4 separate regions of the Mus musculus genome follow, and all the other regions are linked to region 2. A link is a contact called in public Hi-C and promoter capture Hi-C data. All regions are on one chromosome and are shown on one strand. The core of a region is the stretch at or near the end of the contact, and the rest is flanking DNA. Distances in the headings are between cores, read along the strand shown. Region 1 overlaps Gm36017 (a long non-coding RNA gene). Region 2 holds the start of Ldb2 (LIM domain binding 2). Region 3 overlaps Ldb2 (LIM domain binding 2). Region 4 overlaps D5Ertd615e (DNA segment, Chr 5, ERATO Doi 615, expressed).

Region 1 (4,666 bases), core at 108-2,607, 390 kb before region 2:
GACAAGGCCCTTATAAAAATGCCTCAGCAGCCAATGGCAGTTGCTGTTTGCATTGTAGGTGGCTCATAACCACTCTATAACTCTCATTCCAGGGAACCCTATGCCCTCTTCTGGCCTCCATAGGCACCCATGCACACATGGTATACACCACTCCCCACCCCAAATACATTTATCTTTTACAAAAGAACTAAGGTGGGAGAACAGAAAACAATTAGAGCTGGAGAAATGAGGAAAGCTGATGTCATGTGGGCGAGGAGGAAAAGGGGTCCAGTGTCCTAATTTAGTTTCTGTTGCTTTATTAGTTCATTCCTGTTGCTGTAATAAAACACGGTTTCCAAGGAAACTTACAAAAGAGTACGCTTGGGTTATGGTGTCAGAGGCTTAGAGTCCATGCCGGCAGGGTAAAGGAGGAACTGAGATCACACATCTTAATCTACAGCAAAGGAGGGAGGGGGAGAGACAGAGAGAGAGAAAGCATTGGAAATCCCAAAACATTTTTGAAGTCTCAAAAGTGACACATTTGCTTCAGTAGGTTATACCTCTTAATTTTATAAGCATTTACCAAATGGGAACCAAGTGTTAAAACACATGAACCATTCTCATTCAAACCCCCATTTTTGCCATGATAAAATACCATGACAAAAAATAATAATAACTGAGGCTAGAAAGGCTTTATTTTATCTCTCAGGTTCAGGTTCTAGTCTGTCTGTGCAGGGAAGTCAGCTGTAGGAGTCTGGGATTGATTGCCTTTAGGCTTAGAGTTTTGAAAACCTACTTTACTAAGGGTTCTTAAATGCTTCAACCTCCCACCCAGCCTGCCACCCACCAGAGGTAGTGGAAAAGGAAGGCTAATAGGAAATGGGAGTTGTGGATCTGTTTAGAAATAGTTCTTTGGGGCTATTCCCATCTGCATTGTCAGCAATCCAGTCCTCTAGCAAAACACCAACACAAATCAGCAGTTGCAGTCCAGTCCACTTGACAATCACCACTCGTGATTCAGAAATGGCAGTATGATCTGATCTCCACACTCACCAAAAGGCTTTCATTCTGTTTAAATGTCCATAGTCTCTTAGACTTCGTACATTGAAAGGGTACTGAGGCGTGGGGGAGATGAACCTGGTTTTCCATTTTACAGAAGACAGAGGTGAACAGCAGAAAGAGAACCCCGGAGTTCCCACAACCTCTTGGTGGGAGCAAAAGAGGTGTGTTCTTTGTGAACTATCCAAACACATTTCTGTAAGTGTGGAGCAGTTGGGCTAAAATAGAATCTTGGCTCCATTTTCTCTGTCAATGGCCCGGGAGAAGGGAACACTTGCTCATCAGGCCCGGGGATGGAAAACCTGGCGCCCAGCCTAGAATGGAGATTCTTGCATTTCAGAGAAACGACGCAGGGAGAACATCCCACGAGATGCTGCTGATTAGTACAATGTGTATTTGCTCAAAACCCGCTTTCCCAGCTGAGTTCCACCCTTCCAGTCCAGCCCTTCCTGGCTGTTTTCTGCTCTGTTGACTCCTTTGTGGCCTTGTTTTGGTCCAATTCTGCTTGGGGAATCTTACTGTGCAGAGTTTCAAAGTGATTCTGCAAATGTGCACACGTGTCCTGATTTATGGATCAGAAGGCATGGGAAATCTGTTCACTGTTAAGAGCATCCATGAGAATAAACATTTTATAATAGCTGATTTACTGTGTGTCAAACCCAGTACAAGCACTGTGCAGACATTAACTTACCTCAACCTTACAAAATAAACCCTCTAAACAACAACAACAACAACAACAGCAACAACAACAACAACAACAACAACAACAACAACTTAGGCATGAGGTATTACATGGCTTGCTTGAGCAACTGAGAGAGTGTTACATGTTTACTTTGTGACCCCAGAGCTCATGTTTAAAACACAACAGGACAACTCACACATTTCCTCCTTCCTAGGGTCCATCGGAAGATTGGATGGGATACTGATAAGGGCAATCTTTAATAATCCAGTACACTAGAACTAGAAATATTTGAGGGTGCTTCTGCTAGTTGTTTCTGACCCCTACATTATAGTGGAGTAGATCTTGTATTCCTTCCTTCTTTCTCTCCCGGGTCCTACCCTTTCTCCTCTCCCCCAAGCTCTCTTTCTCCATAGTTCCTTCCCTCTCTCTGATTATTTCACACACTGATACTAACTTGCTCTCTTAGTTAAGTAAGTGTTGCAATATTATTAGAGTCACTGGACTGGAAGACCTAGCTGGAATGATTGTAGCAACATCCTTGTGCACTGTTTCCTACCCATCCTTCCACAATATCCTTGTGCATTGCTTCCAGGGCCAGCTTAGCCTGGCACATGACCATTGTATAGTCAGTGTATATTTAAGGTACTTTGAGAGGCTGGGAAGATAGGAAAGTGGGTAAAGTGCTTACCACACAAGCATGAAGACCAGGGTTCGGATTCCCAGAACTCACACGGATGCCAGTCAGGTGTGGTGATGGACTGTAACCCCAACATTTGGGAGGCAGAGAAAGGTGATCCCAGGGCAAAATGGCTAGCTAGACTAGAAGGAATTGGTGAGCTCCCAATCAACAAGAGACCCTGCCTCCGTAAATACGAGAGCAATTGAGGGAGACACAACATCATTGTTGAGCCTCTCTCTCTCTCTCTACACACACATGCACACACACACACGTACACACATGTACACACTTACACATTTCTCCCACTCACGTACTCACACACATGTGAATACATATACACATATGTACATAAATAGCTCATGTATACACACAAATAAAGTAGTAAATACATAGTAAAATGGTGTGGGTTAATTCACATGACCCAATATACCAAAAGCATTAAGTGAAAAGCTTATCATTAGACAACTCAGAAAGCTGTTTTCTTCCTTCTTGATTTTCATAGCAAAATCATTAATTTATGTTTGATGTGCTCTGAACCTTGCTTCACCTTTCTAAGGGAATACGAATGGAGCAGAACTTCAGTATGTCAATTTTGGCATGTTAGAGACTTGTCCTCATCACACGCACATGCCCTTCCAGTGACACTTTAAAAGATCATTGCTTCACTGATATATCTGTCTCTTTAAGTTCTTGACCCAGACCGGCTACCTCAAGTGAATCCTTTTCAGAACTGACTTATCCAGTGGACCAGGAGGTGTAGGGTATAATAGATGCAGCTGGCAGAGCTCTGGAAAGTGAACAATGCCAATGAAACCACAGGCCTGGAAGAGAGAGCTGACAGAGAGACAGAGACATGAGCAAGCCATCAGGCTAAAAGTCCAGAATAGGAGAGACGTTGGCTTTATTGCATAGTAATTACTTTTTGTTTTTAATGGATCACACTATTGTTGACTTGCACACTATCTCACTTAAGTGGAATTAACAGGTGAAGCCTGCAATACTGTTAGTATTAAGCTTATTGTTTAAATTTTGTCTTCATTCCCAATAAAACCAAGCAGTAATTGTAAGGCACCATGTCAGCCTCTTTGCTGCCTCTGTATATGAGAGGACCACCCCGCACATACTACAGGATTGTTCCATAGGGCTGGAGGCACTGTGGCTTGGTTCTGGATCACATATAGTTCTGGAAAACTTCAAGTTGGGAGCTAGAGGAGCAAAAAGGCTGGGGCTGGGCAGAATCCACCCTGCAGAAATCAGCAACAAGTGTGTGGGTATAGTGACAGGCACATCCACATTACTGTAACCCATCAGAAGCATGGCCTGGCACCTGTGTCAAAAAGTGGCAGGAATGCTGTCACCCAGAACAGTCCTTCATTATAACTTGAAAATTACTCCTGATTTGTAGTTGCCAAGTGCTATTTCTGGCTTGCCAAAATTTTTCTACAGCTCTTCTAATTAAATCACTTAAAATAATGGCTACAACTGCTTCAACATTGCACTCGTCTTTCTGATTTCAAGACGGTAGCTGGGAAACCCTTTGAAATAAATATATTCCACTAGGATCATCACTATGAATGAAAGAAAAGTTAAAATAGAAATACAATGGCACTTGAAAATGAGACCAAACACTTCCTGGACTGGAGTTTGTGAGCCATTTTTAGAAGAAAGTCTAGGCTACATGACAACCACTATAGCCGTGTAACAACATGTTACAAAGGTCTCTATGTCATTCTGCAGCCAACATTCACTGGCCATGGCCCAGTCTGAAGGTTGGCTGGGTGCTATGGAAAGCAGTTGTCTAGGACATGGCTGATCTAAATTGAACCTGGTTTTTGTTGGCTTCAAGATGCAGCTTTGGTTCAGATCTTTCCCACAAGCTTCTCACTCTCTGGGGAGCAGCAATTGTTTAAGACATGTTCTCCTCATGGGCACGTTTAAGAAGACACAGTGAACTGTGCCACACAGCCACTATCCAAGATTAGGTTTGTAACATGTCACATGACCAAGCCCATCAAAAGCCCCGTGTTCATATTCTTCCCCTGGGGGTTATGAGAGAGAGAAGTAAATATACAGCGACTCCTAACCTCCGCGGTGAACAATATGTAATGCCACAGACCATGGCAGCTATAAATGATGCTTTACACTCACAGAGGAGAAATAAAGGCACATTAAATAGCTGGTGGAAGATGGTGAAAGAGAGAACACACTTAGAAACTGCAAGAATATGTGTGTGAGGAAACAGGCTGGATAGAAAAGAATAATGTAAA
Region 2 (4,038 bases), core at 808-3,307:
ATTGTATAATTTTTAACATTTTATTGATTCCTTCTGACGGTTCCTTTTTCTGTTCAACATTTTATTACTATTACTGGGTGCCTCAACTCTAAAACCTTCCCAGTCTTCCCAGTTCTGAAAGCAGCCTCTGCCACTGATAGCTTAGACAGGGACTGAAGATTCATTCCAACACACTCTTACAAAGATTGTAATAGAAGATACAAGCTAGAACACACATATAAAGCAACACACACCACAGGCATATGCACACACACAAACACACACACACACACACACACAATCCTATTTACTGCCAAGAACTCAGCACTCTAAACACCAGAGTTTACACTCTACAGGAGCTTCTGGCTTCTAGAAAGAGGCGACGTGCCAGCAATTATATTTAACATCCATGGTGCATTAACATATAAAGAAAATAGCAGTGATAAAGAGAGCCAGGCTTTAAAACACACACACTAACACACAAAAACAAAAACAAAACCCCACAAGATCTTGTCCAGCAGTTAGCCAATCAGAAAACAGGTCACATCATCTTGTTAGCCCTATTCAATACATTAAACATCAGGAATTCTCTATGGCTCAGCAGACAATTCAAAGCAAGTGTGTTTTATTTTATCATGCAAACTTAATCAAATCCTTTCTCAGAGTTAAAAGCCAATCTTCAATCTAACTACCTACCAACGCTATTCCCCCAACACCCCTGTGGCATGACTCCTATGAGCATTTGTACTATGCAGCGAAAACTCAATTCCCAGAGACTTCTATTTCTTCAAGAGACTTAGACACACCTACAATAAACACTTCAACACCAAGTCCCACCTTACAGGCAGATGAGCACCCGGCAGCAGAGTGCTTTGCCACTCGGGCAGCCCAGAGAAAAATTAAATATTTAAATTGTGAAAGAGGAGTCTGGAGTTTTGCATTTAGAAAGTTCTGAAGAAGTCCCTGGACTGGCTCACTGCCTGAGAGGCTCAGCCTCCCTCTCTCTGGAGATCCCAAATGCACTCAACTGCTTCTGGCTTGAATGGGGAGCTAACTCCTGTCCCAAGGTAGAGCCTTGGGAGGCACAACCACCAGAGAGACAAGAGGACCCCACTTCCTCAGTCAACCTGTCTCTGAATTTAACACAGGCAAACGTGTGTGTCTTCCCTGAGCCCACCTCCAGGGAGTTCTGAAAAGTACACAAGGCTGCTCTCTTGTCCCTTTTACCTCAATTTTAGTCACTTTGAAAAAGTAAGTTCAGGTCAAACCAGACTTCCTCTGGAACTTGTAAATATATGAATATATGTATACATGATATTACACACACAACACAGACGCAAACATCCACAAAATCTCTTGCAGTCTATATCTCAACAAACACGACCATCTCTAAGCCTGTAAACATCAGAGTTCTGGGAAACCTGAATTTCTAGAGACTCGGCATGTGAACCAAGTGGCTTGTCTCTTTCCAGATACTAAGATTCCGGCAGAAACTGTCCCCAGCTCCAAGAGTTACTGTCGCTGGAAACCCAGCATTCAAACTCGAGGGTTCACCCAGCTGTGCTTATATCCACCTACGTGATAGTAGCTGGTGGGACACTTCCCACAGAATTCAGCTAAGAACCCCAGGAAAAGCCCATGCACAGTTTTTTTTTAAAAAATCCACAAACACACGCCAAGGTTGAAGAACTTACCTCTGTACGAGACTGCAGTCTCTTGTTCATCTCATAGATTCGGTACTCTGGCTGTACCATGTATGGTGTATGTCTCCTATAAAATGGGCCGAAAGGAGAAGAATAGAAGGGGTCATGTGGTGTGCTGGACATCTTGCCTGCTTGTCGAAAATCAAGCTTAATAGAGTATCAGGAACGTCCATGCAGAGCACATGGGCTGTGTTCTTCACAGTACAAAGTAGACGCACGCACACACGCTCACACACACACAGACACACACAGAGGCAGGCAGGCAGGCAGGCTGAGCACACTGGCTGGGAAGTGCTGTGGGAGCCCTCTATAGCGAGAGAGGAGAGGGAACGAGGAGGGAGAGGGAGGGAGGGAGCGCGGGAGGGGAGGGAGCACTGGAGCTCTGAGAGGGAGAGAGCGGAGGTTGGAGGTTGGGAGGGAGGAAGGGAGGGAAGAAGGAGGGAGGGAGAAGGGGGAGAGTGAGTTGAGAGAGAGAGAGAGAGAGAGAGAGAGAGAGAGAGAGAGAGAGAGAGAGAGAGAGAGAGAGCTGGATAGCTAGAGGCTCCAACTGCTTGTTTTTAAAGAAGCAGTTGGTGAAGGGGTCATTTCCTGTCCACACTGTAGACTAGTTCAAAAATATAATTCTCCTCCTAGTCTGACAAGAAGTCTAAGGCTGAGTTTTAGTCCCCCCCCCCCCCCCATTGCTAAGCTTGTTAGCAGAGAGGTGGGTTCACCCACTGCCTAAGCCTCTCGCCCCTGACAGCCACACTGTTGTAATGTATCAGAAATGGGATGACTCCCAAACACAACAACACTGGCACTCTGGTCCCTCTGATTTGGGGTTGGTGATTCACTCCCTCTGGAAGATTCCTCCGGGCTCTCATCTCCCAACAGAGTTTTGGCTGTACCTGCTGTACTTCGGATAGGAAGCTGAGCTGTATCTTAGCATTCCCCTCCCCCCTGACTTCCAAACTACTCCTATTCCCAGCCCCCTTCCTAACCTCCCAAAAGGGGGTTGTCCTGCTTTTGACGATGGTTTTAGGGGGCCTACATTTAGATTACCTGTACAGTCTCAGGTAAAAACAGTATCACCCAGACCTGAATGTGGAACCATCTAAAAATCCATCCAAGAGGCAATGGGCTTTTATTTCTAAGAGGTATTTCTAAGACAAGAAAAGGATCCAAAAAGCAGACTGCTCAGGAAGATATGAAACGCAAAGGAAAAAGCATCCCATAGAAATGTCCATGGAAAATTCAGTTGAGTAAGAAATTGCAGATAATTGAATTTATTGCCCCCCCAAGTAACAAGCCCAACTCTGATGGGGACAAGGTCTTTGCTTCCTTCCCAGAGTGGCCAAGTCTATAAATCTTAATTGTGGTGCATGACAACTAGAAGAAACCCCAAATAGCCCTGGGGAGGGGGGCAGAGTTGCCACAAAGAATTAGGGAATCTAGGAAAGATCCAATTGGCCCCACACTTACTCATATACAGGACACTTAAACAAAGCCAAGCCCCAGAAAATTCAGTGCAGGAGTTCACACCTAGCTAAGTCAGCGGCTTTAAGGGGGAAGGGGGAAGGGACCACAGAAAAACAAGATGGAATGTAAGACCTGGATGCAAATGCATGCAAATGAGACATTTCTTCTTTTTAATAAGCAGATTAATTAACTTTCTGCCCCAGTCATGGCTTGGGGTATTTTAGAGTCACTAGCCAACAGAGGAATAATAGGTGCTGTTAGATCTGTGGTTTACATTCAGGAGTAAAATTGTCCCCAAATTGCTGTCTTGATCACTCTTGTCTCCCACCTGCAAGAAACATCCACCCCAAACTTCCAGCGGTGCAGCCTAACACAGTCATGTCACTTGCCAGGATGGGATTAGAGGAGCTATTACTTCTAGGCTGCTGAGAACATGTGTCTGGGGACCCTAAGGCAGGCCAGCATGCTGGGTTTCAGGTTTCATTACAAATCTAAAAGCTGGGCCAAATTTGCTGCAAGGTTTGTCAAAACACACAACCTCCTAAAGACGAGATTTCAAACAAATTCCTTGTGATTTATGTTTCAGTATGGCGGCCATTGCAAAAGCCAACAATTCCTTGTGCACAAACTCCCCAAGTAAAGACATTTCTGAGCTCAATGCCTGCCTGAGTTTGTATTTACCTCTTCATGGCAGTGCTAGAGTCAAAGGAGTGCCCAGGCAGCTGTGTGCAGCCCAGGAATGGTCAAACCCCACAAAGGGAGAGCTGTGCTCCGATTTAGGCAAGCTTTACCCTGGGTTGTTCTTGCAAAGCACTCCAAGTTACTTCTGCAAATATTTGCTGTTTGTCCCTAAAACTTTCGCATGCAACTTTTCAAGGCTTGCTCCTCTTCCATGAAA
Region 3 (4,265 bases), core at 1,441-3,940, 260 kb before region 2:
AGCCATAGACTTATTCCATCCTTGGCAGCCTTAACTTGGGATAAGGTTTTCCACAAGATAACTCACACTGAAGTGTGAGTTGCAACAACATTACCCATTAAGAGTACATCTTCATTTCCAAAGAGGAACTCCACAGAGGGCAAGTGAATGCAACCTGATGCAGCCACTGATGATGGGGAAAAGAGTGGGTTGTCTCGGAACTACACCAATCACATCATCATCAATGGCATGTTTTGTTTATATTACATAAAACATTGCCTAGTCCTTCACCTTCCTAAGAACATATATGATATGTCAGAGTCTCTCTTCCCTAACAATCACTGACAAAGGTAATTTTAACCTTTCATATTTGTATTATTCTTAGACTATTGATCCAGCTCTACACTCTACCACTCTTTTCACTATGGATGACTTTGGGAGGGAAGAGACTAATACAAGGCAATACACACCCCTATCCTTTTTTCAACTAAAGGACAGTGAGCGGGTAATGACATCAACAGTTAGAACTAGTTAGTTCAACTAGTTAGTTACAACTAGTTAGTTATGTTTGCTTTGAGGGAGCAGTACAAGAATGCTTGGAGGCTTTGAAAACAGAGGATACAAGATTTGAATTCTGACCATACTTTGTACTTATTCTGGAACTTGAGGGAAATCGAGTATGGCCCCACACCACCAAGTGTATTCTGCAAAGAGAATGCTGTCTAGTGTGCCTAGCCCAAGAAGAACGGGGCAGGCAGATATAGCTGAGCAGATAAAACAAACAGAACCTAGGAGAAGAGAGAATCCAAAAAAGGTCACCATGATGTTTGTGTTGAGATGCAGATCACAAGAAATATCTCTGGGAATGACAGGGGCTTTGGCCTTTAGACTCCATACGTTTTCTCCTTTTTACTATGCTGAGTCTTTGCTCAGACTTTCTGGGAGAAAGATTTCCTAGTTAACACAGATATGCAAACTTCTGAAAGAATGTGTAAAGGCTAATCTGTAAAGCTGTAGTCCAGGAAGATAGTGGTTAACAGCTTACATCAAGTTATCCTGAGATGTGGTTAATGATTCTCCTCTTGGGAGAATACAAACTATGCCATTTGGGAAGTTCTAACTGTCACAGGCAATGGTCGGGGGCGTTCCATGTACTCTGATGAGACATTTCAGAAGTTGTGGGGAAGAATCAGTATAGAAGGCTTAATCAGGCTCTGCTGAAAAAAAGTACACTTGCCATCTTCATTTTATCAAAGATCTGTTGGATGTAATGAGATAATTATTGATAATCTGGGTGAAGACCTCAACCTCAGAAGCAATTAGCAGAACTTCTGAGTAAGTTTGGACATGTGGGCTCCATGCCCTAAAACTCTGAGAGGGGTTGTCTGCTGAGCATGGTTTCTGGCAGCTTAGCTATGAGTGTTAGTGAGTAGAAAGGCAGATGTCGCCAATGTCCCCAAACCATTCTCCCAAACACATCTCGAGCACTGGAATTAATTTACCAAGGTTCTCAAAGAAGTATCATGCAGATTAAACCAAATCCCTACCTCCACTTCAGGGTGTTAATTTCATACAAGTCACCTGCAGTGACAACTTTCACAGAAGGGAGGGTCACAAGTAAACTATCTATGGGAAAAACATATCCATAGGCTATAATATTTTCTTTATTTTTTTAAGAGATGGGATTATTAGATAGTTAAACAAATATATTAGCCTGGTTTAATATCAGGGTCATTTATTGTTACTATTATTGTTGTTCTTGCTGCTGCTGCTGCTATTATCATCTATTTGTTTTCTGTCTGTAAACCACAGGATCAGGGTAGAAAAAGGCTCTGGTCTGCTTCAGCTAGATCCAAGTTTTATGATGAGAGGGAAAGTGTGTAATCCTTCTGAAGTCTGCTCAGTGGGAGCATCTGCAGGGCCAAGGTTAGGTGCTTCCTTCCTTCACTCTGTCATAGCAAACTGGTTGGGACTTCTCTTACAGACAAACCGCGTCAGGCCAACAAAATGGAAAATTGCCACAAGTCACGGGCTCCCTTTGGAGTCAAATGGGCTCACTGTATCCAGGGAGTACTATGTATAAAATGGGAATTCTTAGAACTGTTTCCCAGTTGACTACAACAGATTTTTTTTTTAAAGTAAGTTAAATGATATCCAAAAATGAAAGATGCAAGAGAATTTTGGTCGGTGTTCTTCCCCCCTCCCAAATGATTATACATATAGCATTATCCCAAGACTCCGGGAGACTCCCCTTCTCTAATGGAAGCTAAATGAAATCCAAAGCTTTGTGGTTTGTTTTCTATGCAACCACCAAGAACCATAACAGAGGTACATATGGAAGAGTGTATGTCTCCTTTGTTAGGAAATATAAAAAAATAAGCATAGCTAATAAAGTAAAAGTAATGTTTTCTCACTTCAAAAAATATCTGTAGATTCTTATTAATCAATAGAGTTAATGCAGCTTTTATCTAAAGTTGGTCTTTAAAGGAAAAAAATATCCTGCTTTTCTGTTGGAATCCAAAAATCAAAAAGGGTCCCCAATTAAGAAAACATTTTCTGTTGTGCTGAATTCATGTTACCGTACTGTGAGCTCTGACATTTTGTTTCTGTGGTAACCAAAATCAGCTGATTAGTTGGCATGGCAACAGAAAAGATGTAATCCCAGCAGACACACTCTAATCAATGCCCCCAGCACAGATGGTCTCCGGAGGATCAACAAGAAAGAGGCTGGCAGGCATTCAGTTGATCACGTGCTAGCTTGAGACTCGGCCAGGAATGAGAAAAGTAAAAAAGAACATTTCTCCAACTACCCGGTAGCTTTTTAACCCTTCTCTCTCTCTAGCTAATGAAGTAATACTGATCACACTGTCCTATGATTCAACAGCTCTCATAGAGCAATGTGTATATTTTTTAATAGGTGGGAATATTTAGTTTTGTATCTTTATATATGAACAACAGCGTGAGTCTAATAGAGAATTTAGAATACTATCTAAATTCTAAAAAGCTCTCTGAATTTTACCTAGAGATATCACATATGTAAATTTTATTTGGGGGACATAATACTTAATTAGGGGGATATGATCTTTGACATAAGAAATTTTAGATTGTAGTGTGATACACAGGGAAAAGTCAGAATGGGAAACAACTGTGAAGAAAATCAAGTGAGAAGTGTTCACTTAGAGGACACTTAGTTAATGTGCTTCCAGGTTATATTTGTCTCAGGAGTAAATGATTTCATGATAAATAACTGAGAAGAGAAAAAAAATCCAAAAACTCATGTTTGCAGAAGTGATGCAGGTATCCAACAGGGGTTGTACCTATTGTTTTACTTTGCAAAAGCCAAGAATTTACATTTACAGTGGCTCTCTCAGGATCTCCCGATGTTCACATGTTCACATCCTTGACAATAACTCAAGGGGCTTTGACTCTGAAACTCTCCCGGCATGCTCTTCTGATTATTAAGCCTTGTTTTTCTATTTGATTTGAAATTGAAAACATAAAAGAAAGGCTTTATTATGTGCATTTAAAAATTCTAATTACATATTTATCCTTAATCTATAATGTTCCTGGTATCAGGAAATTGCAAAATGCTCACTATACCCCTGAGGGATATTTAATATCTCTGTTGATTAGGAATGTGGCTGATTTCCGATTCGCTAGTTGACCAAATTTTCATAAAAGCAACTCAGAGCCATTGGGTCAAATGCTATTTGGGGAGAAACAGTTTAGTGGTCGTCTAAATTAGAACAATGTAAGCTGCAGACACATAATGTGCTAAAAATCCTCCAGGAGTAGGACCAGAATGCCAGCTCAGGTTTTACAATTCTCTTTCTTTGTGGCACCAGGAAGCTTACTTTTTGTTTAAAATAGCCATAGTGTTTGATTACACAAGGCTAAGTTATTTTTAATTAACATAAGAACAGAAGGAAATTAGAGTAGCATAGTGAACATCAAGGGTGGAAGGAGGGAGGGAGGGACAGGCAGAGGGAGAGAGAGAGAGAGAAGAAAAATGAATCCTTCGAATCCTATCAAATTTCCTAAAAATAAATGTGCATAATTAGCATCTGGATTAAGTCGCTATAATGAAACTACATGTCCTAGAAAGAGATATTTTTCATCAGAGTATTGAAATATTTATTACAGGAGTAGGCAAATAGTCCATTCTGCCTTGGAGCAAAATGACATAGGTGGTCCAAATAATTGATGCTCTCAGAGCCAAGGGAGCTATGTTCAGCTCTTTCTAGTGATTGCCTTGTTTTCCTGGAAAGAAAGAAAGAAAACCAAAA
Region 4 (4,342 bases), core at 1,569-4,068, 430 kb after region 2:
AGAAAGAGAGAGAGTCAGAGACAGAGACATAGAGAGAGATGTTTACTTCTAGTTCTTTCTTATTCCCAATAAGAGCATCTAGGAAAGCTACATGACCTCAGCAGTAAAAGCATTTTGGACCAGAAATATTGTAGGGGCAGCTGTTGTATATTACAGAACATTAAGCAGCATCCTTGTCTCCTACTCACTAGATGCCCATGATTCTTTTCACTATAGCAAGAGTTCCCAAATATTATCAATTGTTCCTTGAAGATGTAAAAGAATCCCCACTGAAAACTGCTGTTCTAGAGTATATTTCTATAGAATTCCAAATGTTCCCCAAGAGTGGTCTGTCTTAGTTTTAATTCCTGTTGTTTGGACAAAAGCAATTTAAGGGAGAAAGTGTTTATTCTACCTGACAGTTCAAGTCACCATCCATTATGATGAAGAAGCCAAGGTAGCAGAAGCTTGAAGCAATAGGTCATAGTACATCCACAGTTAAAACAAGAGAGCGATGAATCCATGGGGCTGCTCTGCCTTCTTTCTCTCCTTCTAAACTCCAGGATCCCTGCTAGGGAATGTATCACCCACAGTGGGAGAGTCTTTAAACCTCAGTGAGTGTATCAAGATAATCCCACCAGGGGCCCATCTCCTGGGTAATTCTAGTCCCATCAAACTGATGAATAACACTAACCATCACACTGTTCAAATGCCACTCCTTCTCAGCATCTTTGCTGCCTCTTTGGATGCAGGGAAACTGCTCTTAACATGAGCTATTGTTCATGGTCCTTGTTTCTCTCAAGGATGAAGCCACAGGACAATCCTGGTTTTGTTGACCTGGCCAGATGTGTATGTGTCCATTTCCTCTTACAGTCGTCAACAGACACATAGGTTTCAAGTGCCTCGCTTCTCATTCAAGAATTAAGAAATTTCAGAGATTTGGCAGCAAATGTTAAAAAACCTCCATTGAATACGGACGCAAATGTTCTCCACAGAAGCTTTTGGAGCAGTGCCCAAAGGGGAGCAAGCTAAAAAGAATCAGTTTGTTCTTAAAGGCATTTCAGCCTGGATGGTTATCTGTTGTGAAGCCTAGGAGCACTGGAGGATGTTTGGCAGGGTCTCTGACCTTGAGCACCCACCTTAGAAAAGTTCATATGACAGTCAATACCATTATAGTATACATACATTTATTTATTACTTATTTTATGTGTATGAGTGCCTTGCCTGAATGTGTATCTGTGTATGAAGGGCGTGCCTGGTACTCTCTGAGGCCAGAGGGGATATCAGACTCCCCAGAACTAGAGCTACAGATAGTTCTTAGCTGTCACGTGAGTGCTGGGAACTGAACCCAGCTTCTCTGAAAGAGCTGCTACTGCTTTTAACCACCAAGCCATCCCTTTAGCTCCAAGGTTTATGTACATTTTAAAACACAACAAAAATATTGACTGGAGGGACAACTTGGTAGACTCTGTATTACCCCTGTAGAGGATCCAAGTTTGGTTCCTAGCATCCACACGGAGTGACTCACAACCACCTTTAACTCCGACTCCAGGGTATCTGATCTGGCATCCATGGGTACCTGGACTTAAACATTTGAATGCACATGTGTGAATGCACATACATATGTTTTTCTTTCTTTTATTGAAAATAGATTTTTTCATATGATATATTTTGATTATGGTTTCTCCTCTCCCCTCCTACTCCTAGTTTCTTCCTGTCTGCCCCCTCATCTGGATCTTTTTTGTCTCTGGTTACAAAATAGAAAATAAGAAATAATAATAAAATTAGATAAATCAAAAACAAACAAATCATAACAGGACGAAACAGCCAAACAAGATAAGAGCCAACAGAAAAAAAGACACGAGGAACACAATAGATGCAGGGACACATGTGTGTTCATATTCAGGAATCCCATACAAACCCCAAACCAAAAGTCATAGTATATACACAGAGGACCTGTAAGGTAGGAAAAAAACTGCTTTTAAAAAATAAAAAATAAAAATTTCAAATGAGCTACTATATACATACACATGTTCAAGTATAATAGGAAACTGTAGAAGATATTTATTATAAGCTAAATCCAAGCCAATCATTACTGGATGTGTGACCTTAGCCAAGTCAGAGCTCAGGGTCTGCTCCAAAATGAGACTGTGGGATAAGAGAATTGATCACACCATTGCTCCCAGCCCCATTAGGCAGTAAAGCCTATCAGAAAACAGATGTGTGATCCTTTTAGAATGACAACAACAGCTGAAGGGAAGCAGTGTGTTCACGAAAACTCAACCCTCTATTTAACTAACCCACTCCTACGTGATTGGCATTCCTCATTCAGGAAGTGAAGGGACCTTTGAGACATGAGGCATCTGGTGATGACCATTACGTTCTGGGGAAACAGAAACATGGGCTGTAGGGTGGATAACTTGGATGCTTTCTGTCTCTCTTACACTGAAACCTAAGGAATTCCCATCACAGTTGCATGCAGATCTACAAGACCTGTATGGGGTAGAATGCTCCTTGATAAACCAGACTCTCAACACTTGGGAATCCGTCAAGTCTGTGAGTGTTTCCAAATGGGAGGAGAGAGGTAAATGCTAAGTCACTTCCCTGCTCTATCTCCCTATAGCCCACTTGCTCTTGAGAAGAAAGTGTTCCTTCCTCTTCCATATCTAAGCCAGCCTCACTTGTGTTTCTGACTTCCAAGGCTGCATCCTTGTCTTCCTGGTCACTGCCTTCCCACAAAAAACCTCTGTATTTGATATCCACACTATCACAGACACAAGGCAGTTGTAGGTAGCAGATTCCTGCTGAAGTTGGGGAGGCAGCCAAGAAGATTTATAGAGAGCAGAAAATAGCTTCCAATTAAACGTTAAACACTGAACAAGAAAGGCAGCTTGCACCCCTTGCTAAGGAGGATGCCAGATCACTTTGTCATTGCTGTTTTTGTTAGCACCCCAAGAAGCCACATGGCTCTTCATCTCTCCTACTCTAAGCTTCCAGACACCAGAAACTTCTTGCCTTGCCTTCTTATCTACACTGAGCTCACCATGACCCCTACAATGGCCTGCATGATGTAGGAAAGGTATAAGGGAGCTTGCCTTCATCAGCTAATATGTCCACTCATTCCTTAAAACCACAGATTTATTTATGCAAGCAAAAAAAGCTTGTCTTTTATAGACAGTACATCAAAAAAGTCTCATTTTCCTTATAACTTTTCCACTCATTCTCTGCAACTACAAAAAAAAAAAAAAAAAAAAAAAGAAAAGAAAAAAGAAAATAAAAATAGGCATTTGCCATGCATGGTGGCACATGCTTTAATCTCAGCACTCAAGAGGCAGAGGCAGGAGAATTTCTATGAAGGCAAAAACCAGCCTGGTCTACTACAGTGAGGTTCAGGATATCCACTTCTATGTAGAGAGACCCTGTCTAAAAAAATAATAATAAATAAATAAATACCTAAAGTGAACAAAGTGATTATTTTCAAATTACCTATTTCTGGATTTCTCTGATCATGTGGCCTCATCTGATTTGTCTTTGTTGTGATTTCAGTATGGAATGTCCTGCTCGCTATGAATGGGCAGCCCTGTCTGGAAGGTTATAGAACCTTTAGGCAGTGGAACTGTGCTGAAGGAAGGGACTGAGTGGTGGGATCTGAGGTTTACTAGCCTCTTTACTCCTTGCTTCCTGACTGTGAATGGCAACTGTGAATTGCATGTGACCAGATGACCCTCATGCTTCCCCATCATGATAGGTTGTACCCCCTTAAACTGTGAGCCAGAATAAGCCCTTCCCCCTGGAAGTTGCTACCTGTCAAGCATTTCATCTAAGCAACTAGTATCACCATAGTAACTAAGGCAGTTTTTAGATGGATAACTTCCTGAGAAACGAAAAGCACTAAGCCATCACTCAGCCAAGGAGGTTAGGATGATTTCTATGTGCTCAGCCCAGGGAGTGGCACTATTAGGAAGTATGGCCTTGTTGGAGTAGGTGTGTCACTGGAGGTGTGGGCTTTAAGACCTTCCTCCTAGCTGCCTGGAAGTCAGTCTTCCACTGGCAGCCTTCAGATGAAGATGTAGAACTCTCAGCTCTGCCTGCACCATGCCTGCCTGGATGCTGCCATGCTCCCATCTTAATGATAATGGACTGAACCTCTGAACCTGTAAGCCAGCCTGAAATAAATGTTGTCCTTACAACAAGTTGCCTTGCTCATGGTGTCTCTTCACAGCAGTAAAACCCTGACTAGGACAGGATCAAGGCTTACAAGGATCAAAACTTCCTAGAATACACCGCTGATTTTCACGAATTCACAAATCCTTTGTGCAGTTGTAGAAATCCAGCTATACTCTCATCTGCATTCACTAAACAG

Evidence for each region. Promoter capture Hi-C pulls out the DNA fragments that hold promoters and counts their contacts. A called contact is a pair of places that touch in the nucleus more often than the background predicts.
Region 1: a contact with region 2 is called in a promoter capture Hi-C map of hippocampal neurons, with 2.3 times the contacts expected there. The contact joins the enhancer-like site here to the promoter of Ldb2 in region 2. A contact is called at or near these places in 2 of 39 promoter capture datasets (embryonic stem cells and hippocampal neurons), 3 of 484 Hi-C or Micro-C datasets (cerebral cortex and uterus) and 2 of 115 datasets of contacts at active chromatin or transcription factors (craniofacial prominence and fibro-adipogenic progenitors).
Region 3: a Hi-C map of cortical neurons shows a contact between it and region 2, with 1.6 times the contacts expected there. The contact joins the enhancer-like site here to the promoter of Ldb2 in region 2. A contact is called at or near these places in 2 of 39 promoter capture datasets (cranial neural crest and hippocampal neurons), 2 of 484 Hi-C or Micro-C datasets (cerebral cortex and cortical neurons), 2 of 115 datasets of contacts at active chromatin or transcription factors (embryonic basal ganglia and embryonic midbrain) and 2 of 9 other capture datasets (liver and pancreatic islet).
Region 4: a promoter capture Hi-C map of hippocampal neurons shows a contact between it and region 2, with 3 times the contacts expected there. The contact joins the enhancer-like site here to the promoter of Ldb2 in region 2. A contact is called at or near these places in 1 of 39 promoter capture datasets (hippocampal neurons), 1 of 484 Hi-C or Micro-C datasets (cerebral cortex) and 3 of 115 datasets of contacts at active chromatin or transcription factors (embryonic forebrain, embryonic limb bud and forebrain).

What each region holds. Positions count from the first base shown.
Region 1 is chr5:44,413,249-44,417,914 of GRCm38.p6, forward strand. Gm36017 (a long non-coding RNA gene) reads right to left here. Exons shown (of 4, transcript XR_376935.2): 3 at 349-433. Among named protein-coding and RNA genes, the nearest start is that of Gm36017, 12 kb to the right of the region's middle. Within about 2 kb of position 1,358, at least 58 of the 459 cell types and tissues checked have an H3K27ac peak or open chromatin away from gene starts, as enhancers often do. A contact at or near this core is called in fibro-adipogenic progenitors and hippocampal neurons, where this site is marked.
Region 2 is chr5:44,797,689-44,801,726 of GRCm38.p6, forward strand. It overlaps Ldb2 (LIM domain binding 2), which reads right to left and starts at 2,058. Exons shown (of 8, transcript NM_010698.4): 1 at 1,674-2,058. The coding sequence starts at 1,805.
Region 3 is chr5:44,535,526-44,539,790 of GRCm38.p6, forward strand. All of the region lies in intron 3 of Ldb2 (LIM domain binding 2), which reads right to left. Among named protein-coding and RNA genes, the nearest start is that of Gm40297, 110 kb to the left of the region's middle. Within about 2 kb of position 2,691, at least 56 of the 459 cell types and tissues checked have an H3K27ac peak or open chromatin away from gene starts, as enhancers often do. A contact at or near this core is called in cortical neurons, embryonic basal ganglia and hippocampal neurons, where this site is marked.
Region 4 is chr5:45,227,448-45,231,789 of GRCm38.p6, forward strand. The region is part of intron 4 of D5Ertd615e (DNA segment, Chr 5, ERATO Doi 615, expressed); the gene reads right to left. Among named protein-coding and RNA genes, the nearest start is that of Gm46912, 67 kb to the left of the region's middle. Within about 2 kb of position 2,819, at least 9 of the 459 cell types and tissues checked have an H3K27ac peak or open chromatin away from gene starts, as enhancers often do. A contact at or near this core is called in hippocampal neurons, where this site is marked.